Linked DNA regions of Mus musculus: region 1 is linked to region 2. A link is a contact called in public Hi-C data. All regions are on one chromosome and are shown on one strand. The core of a region is the stretch at or near the end of the contact, and the rest is flanking DNA. Distances in the headings are between cores, read along the strand shown. Region 1 holds the start of Cltb (clathrin, light polypeptide (Lcb)). Region 2 has its middle 27 kb from the start of Gm16578.

Region 1 (3,518 bases), core at 492-2,991, 360 kb after region 2:
TGTATCCAATCATCTCCTAAGGAGACCAGCACAGCTGCCCTTTGGAAGATCATAACTAGGAGGCCTGAAATCAAGCCCCAGACCTATCACTCACGGCTGTGTGGCCCTAGGCAAGACATTCAAACTCCAGTTTTTTCTTTTTAATTATTATTATTTATATTTTCTTTACTTGTGTGTGTTTGTGTGTGTGTGTGTGTGTGTGTGGTGCAGGCATGTATGCGAGGTCGGGGGGACAATTTGTGGGAGTGAGTTCTATCTACCGCCATGAGGGTTCCAGGGCGTGAGCTCAGGTGTCACCAGGCTGGGCTGATTTACATTTACTTGACAAGCCATCCTGATAGCCCCTCAAACTCCAGTTCCGTGTATGTTACAAAAGGCTTATTACACTTATGTCAGAGTTTCTTCAAACGCTGGGCCATAGATACAGTTTCTTCCTTCTGTGTTCCCAGTGGGGACGGCAACACAGCAAGTGTGGAAGGAAAGAAAGATGAATGTATACATACAATATTTATTTCCAACAGGACCATTAAACCTCTTTAACATGACACCAAAAAATAACAAGGTCTACTAGGAGGGTCACCATGAAGGTCCATATTTGTACTAAATATTTAAATATATTTATAAGAAATTGTTCCTTGGGGCAGAAGTATCAATGATAAACATAACAATGCAGGAAAAAGGTCCTGAACCCTTATGTCTGAAGCCACACGCAGAGGTCCGGGCCACCTTTGTAAATCCACTAAACAAACAGTTACAAACAGGAAGGGCACAGCTCTTGGCCATTTGTGCCCCTGCCTAGACTTACAGTCGGGCCCATGAAGGACTGTGAGGTCTGGACAGGAAGAATTCAGCATCCGAAAGAAGGGGTTGAATTCTTTATTGCTACTTCCTAGTTGTTTTAATAGTGTACCCTTTGAAGCCAGTTCTAAAATGGGTTCAGTAACGTGTATGAAATTATTATATGTAATTAACATTGTCTCCCGCACTGCTGCAGGACTGCAGGTGATCCCCAAAGGATGAGCTGCGAGTTCTCTGAGCGCCCCCTGCTTCCCTGCAGAAAGGAACGCTAACGCTAACGTCAGGAGGACGTGTCCGTCCCACACCTGTATCACTTAGCTAGGACACTGGGACAGTCTCAGAACTGAGCAGGGGGAGGGTTCCAGAGCCAGGGTGGAGAAGCTGGCCTGGGGATGAAATGTCATGACTAAATTCCTGTCCCCAGAGTCAGCAGATCCAGTCTCAGCGCAGATTCCAACTCATCTCCCGGCTCCTTCCTCTTTTCCCAGGCCTCACGGATACACACAGCCCCCCGAGGTACCCTTGGTCACCCTGGATAGCCGGACTCAGAGTACAGCAGGGACCCAGGCCGGGTCTGACCGAGACTGGGCCTCCCGCCCCCGGTGGTGGCCTCAGCCTCCCCGGTTCCAGGCCGCTGCGCTGACTCACCCCCGCTCGCGAGTCCCGGCTGCGCAGAGGCCACCTGGCTGGCGGCAGGTGCCCCGAAACCCGGGTCATTCTCGATGCCAGCAATCTCGCTTTCCTGCTGGGCCAGGAAGGCGGCCGCTGGGTCCTCCTCGGCGGCCTCCGGGGCCCCGCTCTCCGACGATGAGAAGAAGCCGAAGTCCTCAGCCATCTTCCCCGCGTGGCTGCTGTCACCTCCCGCCCGCGCCCGCGGCCCGCACTTCCCGTCACCCGCCCGGCTTGCCTGTCACTGCGGCTGCAGCGGCGGCGGGAGGAGTCGCGGCGGGAATGCGGTGACGTCAGCGGCCGAGGGCGGGGCCCGCGGGGCTGGGTGGTCGCCCCGCCCTCGGTTCGAGCCCCCGAAGCCCACCTTCGGCTCCAGAGCGTGCCAGCAGCACTGGGCTGGCACCGGGTGCATTGAACCGAAAAGTTTCTCCCAGAGCTGATTTTGTGAGCTGCGTGATACAAGAGTACTCTTCCTGCGTAGGAGGAGGGAGCTGAGGCTGGGAAAGGCTTGAGTGCCAGGCGCGCACAGCAGAGCCTTGTTCTCTCAGGACTGAGTAAAGCATCCCGCCGCCCTATCTGTGTGATGAGCCCCTGAAATCAGGGACTGTTCCTCTTTCTCCCTGTCTGGTGACATTGATGTTCCTTAAGGCAACTAACTGGCTGATTGTTTTGTCTTTCAATTTGAGCTCTTTCTCTAGTTCTTAGAGCAGAGGGTCAGTTTGTCCCATTATTGGTTAGGTTCCCGTTGATTACTCAGTACAGTACAGGTGGAGCCTGCTTTTTTCTTTGGTAATTAATATACGTATTGTGACAGCAGATTGTATGCCAAACTCGCATTGCACATTGCAATTACTTTCGCGGTTTTTGTTGTTGTTGTTTTGTTTTTTAGTAGCCTGTTTGACCTCAAATTCTTGTATAGCTGAGGCTGGCTTCAAAGTAGTGATTTTTTTTTTTTTTTTTTTTTTTTTTTGTATTTCGAGACTGTTTTTCTGTATAGCCCTGGCTGTCCTGGAACTCACTCTGAAGACGAGGCTGGCCTCGAACTCTGAAATCTAACAGCCTCTGCCTCCCAAGTGCTGGGATTAAAGGCATGCGCCACCACTACCCGGAGACCTTTTTCAAAAATACAGTATCTTTTTTGGTTGTGTTTTTGTTTTTCAAGACAGGGTTTCTCCATGTATCCCTGGCTGATCCTGGAGCTCACTCTGTAGATAAGGCCGGCCTCAAATTCATAAAGATCCACATGTCTCTGCCTCTAGGATGCTGGGATTAAAGGCGAGCACCACCACTGCCAGGTGAGTACCTCTCTTTTAGTCTTTGTCAATTTATATATATATATATATGTATATATGTGTGTGTGTGTGTGTGTGTGTGTGTGTGTGTATATGTGTATATATATATATATATATATATACATATACATATATATATATTATGTATACAGTGTTCTGCCTGCATATATGCCTGTAGGACAGAAGAAGGCACCAAGATCACATCACAGATGGTTGTGAGCCACCATGTGGTTGCTGGGAATTGAACTCAGAACCTCTGGAAGAGCAGTCAGTGCTCTTAACCACTGAGCCATCTCTACAGCCCTCTTTGTCATTTTATACAAACAAGTAATGCATTTTGAGCATATGCTCCCCCCTCACATATCTCACGCCTCCCAGGTATCCCCTCCCTAACAGTTCCCCTCCCCCACTTGAAATTTTTTTATTTATTTATATATTTATGTGAGGACACTGTAGCTGTGCAAATGGCTGTGAGCCTTCATGTGGTTTTTCAGAATTGAATTGGTTTAGGACCTCTGCTCCCTCTCCAGTCAACTCTGTTCACTCAGTTTTTTGGTTTTCCGAGACAGGGTTTCTCTGTGTAGCTCTGACTGTCCTGGAACTCACTCTGTAGACCAGGCTGGCCTCGAAATCAGAAATCTGCCTGCCTCTGCCTCCCAAGTCCTGGGATTAAAGGCATGGGCCACCACTGCCCTGCCCAGCAGATTTATTTATTTATTTTGGTTTTTCGAGACAGGGTTTCTCTGTGTAGCCTTGGCT
Region 2 (3,033 bases), core at 185-2,684:
AAACACCAATCCCAAAGCTCTGTTAGGAAAAGTGTTGATTAATTGACTGTTAACAATGATCTGAGCTACAACCAGAAAAAGACAACCCAGGCCATTTCTCAATCTTATATTGAAGAGAGATGAGAGGATAGTTGAGCAAGGCTTCTGAGTGCCAACTGAATTAGCCGTTAGGGGTTTCTCACCTAACAAGAGTGGAGTGCCGGCTGAGGGGTCTGCACCATTTCGTCTCTCCGCCGCCTCTCAGCAGCCCCGGGACTGTGGGGCCAGCACAGTCTATGTGTGTCCTGCGCTATGGTGCTTAGAGGAAGGCTTTGAGAAATACTGACCGTTCCACTGTCTGCCTCAGCTTCGGTCTGCATCATCAGGAAACGCTGACTGCAAGCTCTGAACACTGACTTGAGTAAAGTTAATCTATCAGGAAGCTGAGAGGAAACAAGGGGAGCCTAGAGGGTTGGATTCAGCAAGTCTGAAGCAGCCTGGGGTCGGAGGGAGGGGGTCAGGGCGCTTCTTCTCTCAGGGTAATCGCTTTGCCTCTGTGATGGACGATCTGTGATCAGCCGTGAATCTAAATGTCTGGTGTCTGCTCACACGCAACCTCGGCGGGCTAGCTTGGAGAATGCCACTCATAATGAAGAAAGAATAGGTCCTCCAGGGAGTAGGGCAAAGGATCTGAGGAACCCAGGGCCAGCCAAGGTTCATGTCACAAGCTAAATCAGCGAGTCTGCGCTGGGAATCAAGCCCCCAACACACACACACACACACACACACACACACACACATGCTTTCTGGTCCCTGAGTCTGACTCTGTATCACCAAACATGGAAAGGTGGGCCTGGGGAAGGAACAGGCAGTGTCCTTTCTTGGGGATGAGCAGAGTTCAATGAGAGGCTTGTGGAAGACCAAGTAGACTGAGTGAATGCATGGGAGGTATCGGGAGAGACAGAGCCCTCTGTGCAGAAATATGAGCCTCAGCTGTTGCTAGTCCCAGCGCTGACAACTATTTCCTGAGTGAACACTGCCAAGCCCTGGGAGTCTCCAAGTCCAGCTGTATCATCAGTAAAGATTTTCCTGGACAAGCTCACGTGCCCTCAGGCAGCTCTCTGGCCAGCAGTGCTTCCCTTACCAAGAACAGGAATGTAGCTTCCGTGGTGACAACACTCAGCTATCCTGAGCACACTCACACATGTACACACTTTCTCTAATTGCCAGGCTCTGGTGCAACAGGGGCCCTAGGCACTGCTGGTCATTAAATGGCAAGTTCCCAGAACCAGGGGAGCTGGCTTCCCAGGAGTTGATTCCCCCATTCACTAGCTGTGTGGTCCTGGGAAAGTGGTGGATGTTAAAGCTCAGAGGAATCTGCGTCCCTCGGGTCCAGCTCTCCACCGGCAGCAGACCCAGGCCACAGATTCCAGGATGAGACATCTGGAGAGAAGGTGACTCAGTGCAGCCCAATCCTGCCACTGGAGACTCAGCCAACATGTGGGTCCAGAGTTCTATTTATATCCAAAGGTGGTATTTACCAAAATCATATGTTGGTACAGAAAGAGCTTTTATGAAATTAGACCTGGGGAATATATGGGTATTCAAGCCCTATAGAAATCTCTGATATCCCCACAGACGAATTAAAAAAAAAAATTAGCCCAGAGAGGGTTTTTTGTTTTTGTTTTTGTTTTTTTTAATGACGTTCCTCCCTTTCTGCCCATATCTTGAACAGTCCTTCCCTGGGTTCAGGATGTTTTTAGACTAGCACACTATAGAGAGCACAGCACAGCACAAAGAGGTACCCAAGAGCTTTCGGGATTCACACCTCCCCAGGGGCATAGCCCCCCATCTTCCAAACTACTCTAAGAGACAGGCCATTAACTGTTCTGCAACCACACAGTGTGAGTCCCAGCTTCCCTACCTGGGATCTCCATGCCCTTTCCTCCCACTGCCCATCCCCTGGGCCAGTCCCACGTGATTTAGGTTTGTTGTTATGGCAACATTTTCACTCCCGGATGCTGTTTGCATTAATTATAGTAATGCAAGATGTGGGGATACGTGGATCCCAAGTGTTCAAAGCACTAGAACATGGCTCCTTCTTCACACGACGGTCTGTGGGCCCTGCGATCCTGATCAATGAAAGACCTCTTCACTAGGATCCTGTCAGGCCTCCATCACTGCAGACAGCTCCCCTTGAAGACAAGGGCCCTGTTTCTAACTTGTATGACGGTGGGAGACAGTGAGGAGGGGCAAGGCTCAGCACCGCCTCTTCCATCCACCAGGCCAGAGCTTTGAATGCAGCTGTGGCAGGAACTGGGAGAAGCCAGCCATCAAAAGGGATTCCCAACAATGATCTTTAGGAGCTTCTCCCTGGCCCTCACATCCGTTGTCGGCCATGCATTCATCTGACTTGCCACGTGCTTTGTGCAAGTCTCAAGCCAAATTGACACCAGGCTTGTGCATTTGGCTTCCGGTCACCAGACACCAAAGGAGCACACAACTGACATTCCAGTGTAGTTCACATCTATAGGAAATGTACAAAAGTGTGTGGGGGGGGGACGACTGACAAAGTATCAAAGGGTCATGAGTCAGACTGCCCGGAGGAGGTGGCCCTGAAGCAGAGGCCCGTATGTGAGGAAATGTTTTGATAGAAGATAAGGTCAAAGGTAAATCGCAGGCGTCACCGATGTCAGCTTAGGAGACCATTAGTGGAGAGAGCTTGAGAGATGGTTCTCCCTTTGGCCAATGAGGGGAGAGAGCAGTCTGAAGCAAGGCATCCAGAAAGGAGTGTGTCTGCTACTACAGTGTTTATGCTGCTTCTTCTGCCACCGTAGCAAACGGCCACATGCTTAAGGGTGTAAAAAACCATATAGATGCCGGTTAGGTTCGGGGGGGGAGCAAGTGGGGACCCAAGGAGCTAAGTTATGGTACAAGTCAGGGTGTGCCCCCTGGGAGGCTCCCAGCCTCCAGCATCTCGAGGTTGTCTATATCCTTGCTTCCAGCCATAGTGATAACAGCATCCCTACAACCATCTCAGTCCCGGTATCATCT

The links. A called contact is a pair of places that touch in the nucleus more often than the background predicts.
Region 1: a Hi-C map of uterus shows a contact between it and region 2, with 6 times the contacts expected there. The contact joins the promoter of Cltb here to the enhancer-like site in region 2. A contact is called at or near these places in 11 of 39 promoter capture datasets (the 3T3-L1 cell line, the C10 cell line, cranial neural crest and 6 more), 2 of 15 datasets of contacts at CTCF or cohesin (large pre-B cells and pro-B cells), 17 of 484 Hi-C or Micro-C datasets (B cells, the Ba/F3 cell line, the N1E-115 cell line and 11 more) and 10 of 115 datasets of contacts at active chromatin or transcription factors (DN3 thymocytes, the HPC-7 cell line, the NIH/3T3 cell line and 7 more).

The regions. Positions count from the first base shown.
Region 1 is chr13:54,609,632-54,613,149 of GRCm38.p6, forward strand. Cltb (clathrin, light polypeptide (Lcb)) reads right to left here and starts at 1,742. Exons shown (of 6, transcript NM_001347512.1): 1 at 1,447-1,742. The coding sequence starts at 1,633.
Region 2 is chr13:54,248,112-54,251,144 of GRCm38.p6, forward strand. No RefSeq gene overlaps it. Among named protein-coding and RNA genes, the nearest start is that of Gm16578, 27 kb to the left of the region's middle. Within about 2 kb of position 1,435, at least 67 of the 459 cell types and tissues checked have an H3K27ac peak or open chromatin away from gene starts, as enhancers often do. A contact at or near this core is called in the NIH/3T3 cell line, adipose-derived mesenchymal stem cells, astrocytes and 4 more, where this site is marked.